2 separate regions of the Triticum aestivum genome follow, and region 2 is linked to region 1. A link is a contact called in public Hi-C data. All regions are on one chromosome and are shown on one strand. The core of a region is the stretch at or near the end of the contact, and the rest is flanking DNA. Distances in the headings are between cores, read along the strand shown. Region 1 holds the start of LOC123117648 (phosphoglycerate mutase-like protein AT74H). Region 2 holds the start of LOC123117649 (G-type lectin S-receptor-like serine/threonine-protein kinase At1g34300).

Evidence for each region. Hi-C and Micro-C count contacts between places; a contact is called where the count stands out from the background.
Region 2: a contact with region 1 is called in a Hi-C map of leaf, with 4 times the contacts expected there. The contact joins the promoter of LOC123117649 here to the promoter of LOC123117648 in region 1. A contact is called at or near these places in 2 of 5 Hi-C or Micro-C datasets (both in leaf).

The regions. Positions count from the first base shown.
Region 1 is chr5B:683,772,304-683,778,611 of IWGSC CS RefSeq v2.1, reverse strand. LOC123117648 (phosphoglycerate mutase-like protein AT74H) reads left to right here and starts at 3,050. Exons shown (of 2, transcript XM_044538364.1): 1 at 3,050-3,787; 2 at 3,893-4,472. The coding sequence starts at 3,250. The coding sequence ends at 4,398.
Region 2 is chr5B:683,915,497-683,921,804 of IWGSC CS RefSeq v2.1, reverse strand. It overlaps LOC123117649 (G-type lectin S-receptor-like serine/threonine-protein kinase At1g34300), which reads right to left and starts at 2,558. Exons shown (of 1, transcript XM_044538365.1): 1 at 983-2,558. The coding sequence starts at 2,475. The coding sequence ends at 1,153. It overlaps LOC123114201 (post-GPI attachment to proteins factor 3), which reads left to right. Exons shown (of 6, transcript XM_044535587.1): 6 at 1-29.

The DNA.
Region 1 (6,308 bases), core at 1,801-4,300:
GTCGTCGACCGGCTTGTCGGTGATCTACCCTGCGTCGCACATAAACATTCACACAGGAGCATTCAAACTTGGTGCTCATTGCATTTCAATGGTTCAATATTGACAAAAAATGTATCAATATATCTTATAACCCAAACATTTAATTTGGACAAGAAGCATAACTAAATACCCTAGTTCTTCAAGAACTCTCTCTCTCTCTCTCTCTCAATTTGGCAATGTGAGATTGACATAACTAAATACCCTAGTTCTACTCTATTCAACACCGAGGAGAAGAGAAGGAGGAGGTGGACTTTTAGCTCACTGACTCAGGTGTAGAGGAAGTAGAGGTAGCCCCGACGACGATCACTCGAGGGAGACGCGACACTACAAAGCCTGCATATTCCACCGAGTGACAATTTTTTATCATCAAATCTCATATAGCATTCTTTGATGACAAAGTGATAATGACATAAAATAATTAAATTGTTCAATACATTTCTATATTGAAAAACAATATTACTAAAAATTTCTATACCTACATTTTCTTTTTATTACTAAATTTGATACCTAAAATTTCTCATATAGCATTCCAATACATTTCTATAATTGAAAATTTTCTATACCTAAAAATTTGTATTACAATTTTTTTACTAAAAATTTCTATTAGTAAAACTTTTTTATATTCAAAAAACCTATTCACTAGTTTTCTATTCTATTCCAAAGACCATTCTACGTAGCTATCTACATTCTACAACATAATTCTACCTATCTACTCTATTCAAAAAACCTCTATTTTCTATTTTATTCGATTCAAAATTCCTACATTCTATTCATATAACATATATGTTCTATTTTATTCAGAAAAACATTGATGGGGGAGGGAGGAAGGGAGGGAGGGAGGAGAGAGGGAGGAGGCCGGAATGGAGGAGAGAGGGAGAGAGGAGAGAGGGAGGACGACGAGGATGAGGGAGGAGGGCGGCGAGAGGAGGAGGGAGGAAGGCGTGGATGGAGGGCGGTGAGAGAAGGGAGGAGGCCGACGAGAGGAGGGAGCGAGATACCTCGGGGGCGACGATGGGCGGCGACAACGACAGAGAGAGCTAGCGGGAGAGTGTGATGGGAGAGTGAGGAAGATGTAGTGGAACGTGCCGCGAGGAAGAAGATATAGGGCTAACTTAGCAGTAGCGCGGGGTACGGGCCCACACAGTTGTTAAGTGGCTCGGGGAGCTGGCCCCGGGCTGGCCACAATAGTAGTAGGGATTATAGAACCCCTCTACTGCTAACAGGCTTAGCAGTAGCGCTGTCAGGCAACCCACGCTGCGACCGTGGCCAGCCTGTGGGGGCACTACGGAGCCCACTTAGCAGTAGCGCTTGTTTGGGCTTCCCGCGCTACTCTTATGTACTACGTGTAGCGATTGTTCTAACCCCATACTACTACTAAGCATCCACGTATAGCCTTTTCACTAGTAGTGAACAGGCGCGCCCGCCCTTCACCAGCGACGGGCACCGGAGCCGGCAAGCCTCGCCATGACCACGAAAGGGCGGGTGTTGACCCTCACAGTGGGTCCAACGACCAACATTTTAGGGGAGAGAGGGGGGCTGTGTGAGAGAAAGTATTTTTATTTTTATTCTTTCGGTTGGGTCCACTTGTAAGTGATAGAGAGGGGTGAGTGAGAGTCTTTTCTATTTTTTTCTGTTTTTAGTTCGGACCCACAAGAGAAAGAGTTTTTCCTATATATTTTATAGTGGGTTCCACGTGTAAGTGACACATGGAGTCGGGGGTAAAATGTCTAGCAAATGTTCAGATAGTGGTCAAAGTCGTTTGACCAGACGGTAACGGCACAAAAGGGCATTTCTGTAAGTGCACCTAACGACAAAGGGGTAAATTTGAGCATGGTTCCGAATTAGGGGCAAATTTGAGCATGCTTTCAAATTAGGGGCACAAATGTAAATGTTTCATTAAACATTTGATCACCAATAGTCTATTTTTATTATATATTTTGAAAATAGGTTCTAACAAAAAATACATCAATAAAATGATAAATCAATAAAAAGTATATTCGTTAAATTTGGCACATCACCCCCCTCCCTCATCCAAATATTCAAAACTATGACGAGAGGATAGCTCGCTAGGGTGTCGATGCCGCTCAGGTTTTGCTACTTCCTTTAGTTTTTATTAAAAGGCCAATGTCTATATTTTTTAATTTTATCTTTAAACTTTTGACGCCAATAACTGCTATTTTCATTTTTATAATATTAAAACTCAAAGCAGGTTTTGTTCAGAAATACAGCCCGAGTAAAATTTATATCTTTTGAAGTACGTGCAGATGTGTTTTTGGGCATTTCCTATTTGGCGCCACAGGCGCCAGTTAACGTGCATTTTGCTAACTGGCGCCTGTGGCGTCTGTAAATGGGCCGGCCAATCTAGGCGCTGGTTCTCGTTTTTTATATTGAAAATTCTGTGAACTTTTTTGAGATTGATGAACTTTTTTAAAATTTAATGAACATCTGTCTTGAAAATGGATGAACTTTTTTTACTATTTATGAACTTTTTTTTCAGTTCCATGAACTTTTTCTAAAAATACATGAACTTTTTTTCAATTTCTATGAACTTTTTTCAAATTTAATGAACTTTTGCTAAGTTGGATGAACTTTTTTCAATTTGAATGAACTTTTTTTCAGATTAATGAACCTTTTTTAAAGATATGAACGTATTTTTTTCAAATGGATGAACTTTTTTCTTTAAAATCTGTAAACCTTTCTCCATTTCATATTTTTTTCATAAAAAGAAATTAAAAAAAACTTGGGGCAGCATGCTAATGAGCCGGACCATGCTAGCAGCGCTGCAGGCGCCGGATCGTTAACGGGCGCCTGCAGAGCTGTATAGGAGCTCCCGTGTTTTTTAGGGGAACCCCTATAAATTCTTTAATTGTTTAAAGTTACGAGGTAGGAATGTTTTTTTTTCGAGTGGATTGCATTGCAATTGGCTAACTAGGCCGTGTAGTTGTGGCCCAGTTAAAATCAGAATACAGATCCCATTTGCTTCTCTGTGGACACGTAGAATAGTTTTTTTATCTCGAAAATGGTGTAGTACACGTGGAACTTCCCGTCGTTCTTGGCTCGCACACGTAGCTATCGGGCACATGCCGCACGAGCGCTAGAAAACAAACCTTCTTCGCCCACGCACATACCCTCGGCCGGCTTCTCTGTTCCCCACTGGCCACCGGCGACCCGATGCGGCCGTAGCAACCGCGCAAGATAGCTGATTAGTTGATGGCGGCGGCCACCAGGTGCGCCCCGGCGCCAGCGGCGTCGCCGCGACCCCGGTCCCGGCACCGGCTGCAGTGCCGCTGCTGCGAGGACACGTTGGGCGTCCCGCGCCGCCGCGCGCAGGCGTCGTCCGGAGCGCGGGAGCAGGAGCAGCAGCAGCAGCAGCACTACTTCCCGGAGCTTCGCCCGCTGCTGTACCCGGCGCCGCCGCCCCGGCCGCGGCGCATCGTGCTGGTGCGGCACGGGCAGAGCGAGGGGAACGTGGACGAGGGCGCCTACACGCGCGTCCCCGACCCGCTCATCGGCCTCACCCCCAAGGGACAACGCCAGGCCGAGGACTGCGGCCGCCGCCTGCACCGCCTCCTCTCCTCCGGCCACGGAGACGATGAGGAGGAGGACGGCGACGACGACTGGAAGGTCTACTTCTACGTGTCCCCGTACCGGCGCACCCTCGAGACGCTCCGCGGGGTCGGCCGCGCCTTCGACGCCCGCCGCATCGCCGGCGTCCGCGAGGAGCCCCGCATCCGCGAGCAGGACTTCGGTACGACGACCCGATCTGCATGCGGATAAAGAAATGGATTGCCTTATCTCGTACTACCACGTGGCCTGATCGACCACCCACGTGTCTGTCTGTGGCCGTGAGCAGGGAACTTCCAGGACCGGGAGAAGATGCGGGTGGAGAAGGAGATCCGGCGGCGGTACGGGCGGTTCTTCTACCGGTTCCCGGACGGCGAGTCGGCGGCGGACGTGTACGATCGGATCACGGGCTTCCGGGAGACCCTCCGCGCCGACATCGACATCGGCCGTTTCCAGCCCCCCTCGCCGCCCGGTGCGCCGCCGGCGCCGGAGATGAACCTGGTGCTGGTGTCGCACGGACTGACGCTGCGGGTGTTCCTGATGCGGTGGTACAAGTGGACGGTGCGGCAGTTCGAGGGCCTGGCGAACCTGGACAACGGCGGCACGCTGGTGATGCAGACCGGCGAGGGCGGCCGATACAGCCTGCTGGTGCACCACACCGTGGACGAGCTGAGGGAGTTCGGGCTCACCGACGAGATGATCGACGACCAGATGTGGCAGCGGACAGCAAGGCCCGGCGAGCTCAACTACAACTTCATCACCAACGGCCCCTCCTTCTTCACCCATTTCAGCTAGGAAATTCCTTGGAGCTGATCTGTATACCTGTATATGAAGCAAAGATCTGTAAATTCCCGCTCCAGTTTAGAGCATCTCCAACAGGCGCGCTATACTAACGCCGCGCTGCAAATTAGTCGGTTTTAGCGCGCGCGCGATAAAACGAGTTGGGCGCGCTGTCGGAAACACTGCCCCGCGCATACTTCGGACGCCCGCTGCAGCGCGCAGCACACTCGAGCGCTCGCTCTCGCACTTCCTCTTCCGCTTCCACCCCCATCCGGCCGCGTCGCCGCCGCCGCCCGCGCCCCCCCGGCGACCGTTCAGGCGCTTCCCCGGCCTATCCCCGCGCCGCCGCGCTTTCGCCCCATCCCCTCCTAGTCCTGCCGGCGCTCGCGCGCCTCCGTCATCCGAGGAATAGCGCCTAAGCGCTCGCTGCCGCGCCGTGCCCGCAAGGTGTTCGACAAAACGCCTACAAGGTATGCATTGCTCAAACTTCATGAATTTGGGGCATGTTTTGAATTGTAGTTTTTATAGTATAGTGTTGAACATTGTAGATGAGTTCGTCGTTTGATTCTTCCGAAGAATAATTTGATATGGAAGAGGAGGAGGATCTTGCAATGATCCTAGCTATGCATATCAATAAAAAACCGAAGCACGGTGGTTTGGTTATGGGTCGAGAGAAAATTTGGAGAGATAGGATTGATGCCCATAACAGATTGATGAAGAACTATTTCGTGGAGAATCCCACATACCCGGAGTCGTATTTTCATCGCCGGTTTAGCATGAGCACCGACTTATTCAGGCGCATTGCAGAGAAACTAGCAAGCCATGACCGGTTTTTCCAGCAAAGGAGGAATGCCGCCGGAGAGCTCGGGCATAGCACCTTTCTGAAGGTGACAGCCGCTTTGCGTATGTTGGCATACGGTATCCCGGCTGATCTAGTTGATGATCACTTAGCTATGGGTGAGAGCCAAGTCATCATGTGTGTCAAGCGCTTTGCAGTGGGAATTGTGCAAGTGTTTGGTGAGGAGTATTTGAGATCTCCCACTGCTGAAGACGCCGCAAGACTATTGGCGATGAACAAAGCGCGCGGCTTTCCTGGCATGCTTGGCTCAATAGATTGCATGCACTGGAGTTGGAAGAATTGTCCAAAGGCATGGCATGGGCAATTCCATGCCCAAAAAAAAAGGTTCCACTATAATCCTTGAAGCGGTGGCCGATCAGGAGACTTGGATTTGGCATGCATTCTTTGGAATGCCTGGATCTTTGAATGACATAAATGTTGTCAACCGGTCACCACTGATGAATAAGATTGCAAACGGTGAGTTGCCACCGGTGCAGTTTGTAGCAAATGGTCGTACGTACAATTATGGCTATTATCTAGCGGATGTCATCTATCTAAAGTGGCAAACCTTCGTGAAGCCGTTGAAAAAGCCAAAAGGTAAGAAATATCTTGATTTCCACAATGCTCAGGCGGCGGCTAGAAAAGATGTGGAGAGAGCATTTGGGATTCTGCAAGCACAATTTGCTATTGTGAGAGGACCGGCTAGATTTTGGGATCAACAAATGCTTTGGTACATCATGCACACTTGTGTGATCATGCACAACATGATCATCGAGAATAAGCGTGGCCAAGATTTAGACTACTCACAGTATGAACTCTTGGGACATCCCGTGCGAGTGCGACGGAGGGCTGAAAGGGTAGCCCGTTTTATTGCCTCCTATCATGCCATTCGGCGTCCCGCAACGCACAATGAACTTCAGAATGATCTGATTGAAGAGTGGTGGGCATGGTATGGACGACAAAGAGCATCATGATTTCTGCATTATTTGTTGTGTTTATTGGTATGGACGACAAAGAGCATCATGATTTCTGCATTATTTGTTGTGTTTATTGCATTATTTGTTGTATTGAACGATAAACTATTTGT
Region 2 (6,308 bases), core at 1,309-3,808, 140 kb before region 1:
GTTGAAATGGTTCACCATACGGGTTTCAATGCTTATACTCCCTCTGTCCCATAATGTAAGACATTTTTTGACTCTAGTGTAGAGTCAAAAAACGTCTTACATTATGGGACGGAGGGAGTATAAACCTAGCATTGCAGTCAAAGACGAGATAACAAGCCAGAAGTTATGAATTTCAGTTCCTTTGGGAATTTTCAACTTGGACGCTCATTTCTTCCCTTTATGTCTGGATAATTCATAATGCATGCCCGTATTGGGCTGGACTGGTTTGGACGTGTCCCCAACCCGGTGCTCGTTTAGGGACCTCCAACTGGTCCGGACTATACCTGGCCATCAGCCACGCTGGGCTGGGCTTCAGGTTTGGGCCTAACAAAGCCCGAAGCAGAAAACCTAGGCCTCAATGCCCCACCATACTGTTGCCGCCATCACAATGGACATGTTGGAGGCCAACAACTTGTCTGTCATCCTGCCGTACTCAACTCCCTTGCCTGCCGCGTCCGCACCGATGAATGGGGAGATGATCAAACGCCAAGCCCGACGCTTGAGGGCAAAGGCAGTGGGTGCGGCCACCCGAGCCCTAGCCTAACTCCTCCAGCAGTCTTGATTCAATCAAAACCCCACTCGAAGCTCGCTGTTTTTGACAATTCACCCTACTCTTTTTGCGTCCCACACCGCCCTCTTCACCCTCAACGTCACAACCCATGCCATCGTTACCGCCCACACCCTCGTCACCATTGCAATGGATCTGGTGGAGGCCAAAAACTTTTTCGTCGTCCCACTGAACCTAGCTCCCTTGCCCGCCGCATCCGTGCCGATGAATTGGGAGACGATCAAACGGCTGGATGGTGAAGGAGATCCGTGCGGGCGCGGCAATATATATTAGTGTAGATCTGATTACAAAACACGTACCGTGAAAACGAATCAATGTTCATTTTGAAAAACATTCCCAATAACAGGATGCAACAATTTTGCAATGTTTCTTAGTATTAATTAACACGGGTTAACTCTTCTGAAATAAGCAATCTGAATAACTTTACAGATTATTTTTGCTAAAAGGGTGTTACTCTTTATTTTATTTCTCTTAGCCCACAAAGTTCTGCAACGGGTGCCAAGCTTTGCTAGCAGTATGATTTTAGAGGAAAATAAATAAATAAATCATCCATGGAGGCCGGAGGTCCCCGGCGACGACGCGTTAGTGGCGCTGACGGGCGGGTTGGGGACGCCGGGGAAGCAGACCTTGACGAAAGATGTGCTGGGGAGCGACGCGGACTGGTAGGCGCTGACGAAGTTGGAGACCTTGAGCCAGCAGAGGCCGGAGCCGTCGGAAAGCGCGGTGGCGCCGACGCAGGAGCTGCCGGCGAGGCAGTTGAGGCGGCATGCCGTGATGCCGATGTAGAACTGCTCTATCGCGATCTCCAGCGGGTAGGTGAGGAACTGCGTGTTGTCGATCTGGAGCATGGTGGAGTTGCCCGGGCAGTTTTGGAGCTCGGTCTTGCGCTTGCACCCGCTCCGGGGGTTCGATGCGTCGACGAGCTCGAAGTTCCGCGACGGGCAGCCGCACACCGGCGACGTGCGGTTGTAGCTGCACATGCCCATGTTGCCGCAGTAGCCGAACACCTGGCATTGGTCCGCCACCGCCGACCACTGCTCCGTCGCCGTGCCGCTGCCGTGCGCGGCGCTGTAGGCGCGGAAGTTGCCGTCCGAGTCGAGGCGCAAGAAGCGCAACATGTCGCCGCTCTCGCCGTAGTTGCTGCTGTAGGCGACGATGATGGGGGAGTCGAGCGAGCCGTCGGTGATGGAGACGATGCCGTTGGTCTGCATCGTGAGCTTCGGGGAGCTGAGCGTCGTGTTGGCGGTGAAGGTGTAGTTGTAGCCCTTGCTGAGGTAGGTCACGGGAGCGGCGCCGGCGCTGGCCCAGTTGAGCGTGAGGTTGCCGGTGGCCCTGTCGACGGCGAAGACGTAGGGGCCGGAGGTTAGGTTCATGCCGGAGGTGAAGCTCTGCGACATGACCACGGTGTCCGTCGGGTGGTGGAATGACTGCCACACGACGCGCCCCCTGGAATTGTTGAGCACGAGGTTGCCGCTCTCATGGAGGGATGCGGCGGCGACGCCTCGGCCGGCGGTGCCGGACGACCAGAGCACGGCTCCAGAGCCGTTGACCAGGTGCAGGTCGCCGGACGACGAGAGGCGGAGCGAGCCCCTCGAATCCACGGCCGCGCCGGCACCGGCGGACCAGACGGGGACGCCGCCAGCGTAGGTGACGGCGGCGACGAAGAGCGACGGGGAGGTCGGCGACGGCACGAAGCGGAGGGAGTAGGTGGAGTTGGGCGACGACCACGATGTCGAATTGGCCGCCGGCGAGAGGGAGGAGCCTAGGGGCATGTCCGCGCCATGGGACAGGAAGGAGAGGAGCAAGAAGCAGCAGCAGAGGATAGCAAGGTCCGCTCCGGCTCCGGGATCTCCCCGTAGAGGCCGCATCTTTCTTCGACGGCAGCGAGGAAGAAGACCGCGGATTCCTCCGTGATGGTGGTTGCACCGGAAGAGGCTAGCTCCGGGGGCTACGTAGCTCGGCTTCCCATATCATGGCGTCTTCCCTCGGCTATATAGCGGAGTCTCCACCGGAAAGTCCTTTCTCAGCCCGAGCTCAAATGAGCTAGGATGAACAGTAAAATCGAAAAATATTTTAAAAACGTTTGAAAAATTCTGAAATTTTTTCGTGGTAAACTTTGACAAATACTCTAACTGCTTGCAAAATTTCATCTTCAGATCACATTGGTACAAGGCGTGGCAAAAAAGACAAAATCAGTGCTCCAAAATGCTTTAAAAGTAGCATTTTGAGAGCATCGATTTTGTTTTTTTGTCACACCTTCCACGAATGTGATCTGAACATGAAATTTTGCAAGCAATTAGAACATTTGAACATTTTTGTAATGTTTTTTGATTTTACTGTTCACCCGAGCTCATTTGAGCTCGGGTGTAGATACTCTCTCCACCGCGGCCAACTACTGGCTGCTGACAATTCCCTGATTTTCCTTGATGGGCCTCTCTCTCAATCTTTGTCATGTAGCTCCTGTGTATGACCAAAAATTCAAAGACTATTCAAAACAATAGGATAGCAAAACATATTTTGCTTGTGTTATTCACAAAAACTAAAAAGGTTTTAAAACTATCCAACTGAAGTCGAGCGTTTGGTTACTGGATCTACCCGATGGGAGATGGTAGCACGGAATATTTTCTACCGGTTTGGATGGCGATCATGTAATAGGATAGACATTTAGTGTTCCTATCTTTTTATGCTAGCCGGTTGTGGCTTTTCTATTACTGTTTTGCTCTTCATGAGCCTTTTTTTGTTCTTTGTTCGAGACATGGAGACTTGTGTTGGACCTTTTGCTTATTAATAATCATGGCCGTATGCATCGTTCTGATGCAGAGACTGGGGTGAGCCCCCTTTTCGAAAAAAATACAATTCATATTTCGGGGACATTTTTATTGAGTTTTTACATCATTTCAGTATTATTTAAAAACATTATAGTTAATTCATTTTATTTATTTTAGCAATTTTTCATTCTTTCACCAAATATAGAAATGAATTCATACATATTCATAAGTTTGAATTAGTTTGGGACAGGAATTTTTGGAACATGGTACTACACGCACAGTTAGAACAGTAAAGTAAAAAATACTGAAAAGAAATAAAGTCTGAAGTGTTTTCTAATATACATAGTCGACCGATATACTCGCATGTAAAGTTTCACGAACAAATGATACTCATGATAATCCGGGCTAAATGACAAAACTGAAGTTATATTAAAAGAACATTGTTTGGGGAATAGTAAGGTCTTAGTTGTATTTTCTTCACCAAGAGTATCATGGGTGTCAATACTTCACCAAACTTCACACGTGAGTAGAATAGTATACCAAGTTCGGCACCCAAAATTTTTATAATTTTATTTTTCCTATTGTTTTCTCTAACTTATATTTAGCGTGGGTGCATGTGGAACTATGTTCACCTTGATATTTTCGTTTGTTTTGGTCATAATTCTACCAATTTCAGAAAATTTCCATGGATATTCAATACAAAATTTAGTTATTCAAGTCATATTGCAATCAATTTCTCAAACATTTCATACGTGCTTTATGAGTGAACCTATTTGTGCTTATGCCGCTTTGCACTCGGTTTATATATAAGCCAAGTGTTTTTCACGGTTTACAGGACACAGCTTACTAAGAACCCGCTTATCAATGGTAAGCCGAGAGCCACGGGGAAAACTCTCAATTTATATATAAGCCGAGTACATCTACATAAGCCGAGGGCCAATAAACACATGGTTTATATATGACGGCAGCCGGACACTAACGGCTGCGTCATGTATCCGTCTATATAAGCCGAGTGCCAGCGAGCACACGGTTTACATGTAAACCGAGGGCCAAGGCGAGCCGCACGGTTTATATGTAAACCAAGGGCTCTGTTATGCCACATGGTTTATATATAAACCAAGGGTCGAGCTGAGCCACACAATTTATAAGTAAACCGAGGACTGAGGCAAGCACACGGTTTAAATGTAAACCGAGCCCCCCGACCCAGCTTATATTTAGCGGGATCGTCGGATAATGGCTTATAAGCCGGGTGCCGCGTCATGGGACACACGGCTTACAGCCCACCAGGGTCGTGGCATAATGGCTTATAAGCCGGGTACCGCGTCCTGGGACACACGGCTTACATCGCACCAGGGTCGTGGCATAATGGCTTATAAGCCGGGTGCCAGGCCGTGGAACATCCATCGCAAAAAAAAAGAAGAAAAAAACACCACGTGGAACACAAGTGAACAGGCAAATTCTAGATGCGTTTAATCACTTACTTTTCCAGCTAAAATCTAGAGCCCTTGCATATACCAAAAATCAAGCGAAGATAGCAAGAAGGTCACCGTGTCTTTGGACCAGAAGAAACGACTGATCGAGCATGGCCGGTGAGCTCAAGACCAAGTCCGCCAACAGAAATATCAGCAGAACGTCACCGACAGCAGCACGTGCAAGTATGTCACGAGGCGATCCCAGCCGTTCAATATCACACGGAGGGGCCCGATGAGCCGAAGGTGGTCCCAGACCGTCAACACAATTGACCTCCAGACTTTTCGCGCTAGTCGTCGCTCGTTGGTCGCATGGGTCAGTCAACAGGGGCGGCTTCTGGACGATCGTTTTAGCCCACTATTTTTTCCTTGGTTATTAAATAAAATGAAACTCTTTTGCTAATATAAGGTCCCGATGGTGTAAATAAGCATAGTAAATATCGGCATTTTTTTTCACTTTCTTGTTTGACTATCCTTGTGTTAATTTGAACTTGTCAGCTCCAGCACGAAGCAAGACAAACTGCCTTACCATACCTTGCGCAGGTCTTATTGTCATTTTAACATTTTCATTTATTTACCCGCAAAAACAAACATTTTCATTTATTTGCATCTAATTCAGAAAATCATGCAACCTCGAACCCACTGAAGATATTATTTTTGGCAACAGGTCGTAGAGGTTTTTGTGAAGATATTCTAAGGCAGAAAAATAGATAGATCGTCTATTTCTCAAGATATTTAACGACACTTAGACCAAAGCTTATATATACATTCTTGGAACTATAACTAAAGGTGTTTGGTTTCTAGACTAGCATTGCTAAGCTAATCTAGGATAACTTTGCCAAAATCTAGACCAGCTAGGCACGGCAAAGCTATTTTCATTAGGTTTAGTTTGTCTCGGTCAATCGGTGTTGTGCCGATTCAACCATCCTTCTCGATCAAAGTTTTGTCGTGATTACATGCAATTGTTCCTAGAAACGAAGCTAAAGTTATTTTTAGTGCACACATTTTTATAGATATGGTTGTAACTGTTTTTCTGGATGAGATTCAAGCACCCTCTAATTGGTTTGGGAGGCAAACAAACTTGTCTCAGAAGATGATCGGTTGAAATAAAACTTCTTGGAAATGGGTTGCGTCTAAACAAGGAAAACTACTATAACTAATATTTAAACATGACTTCAATTGCAATCTTGTAAAGATTAAAAAACTAATTAATTATCTTATTGCTATTCTGCAAATAATTTTGCTAGGTGTAAAGAAAAATACACTAATAAAAGTGAGGTGGACGTGTTGTACAATAATATTCAAAAGACAGCAAATGATTAGTTTTGTATTGCACCAATTATCTTATTGTTGTTCTACAATTATTTTTGCTAAGTGTAAAAGAAAATATACTAATAAAAGTGGAGTGAACGGGCAGCTGTACAATAATATTGAAAAGACAACAAATAATTTATTTTGTAATGC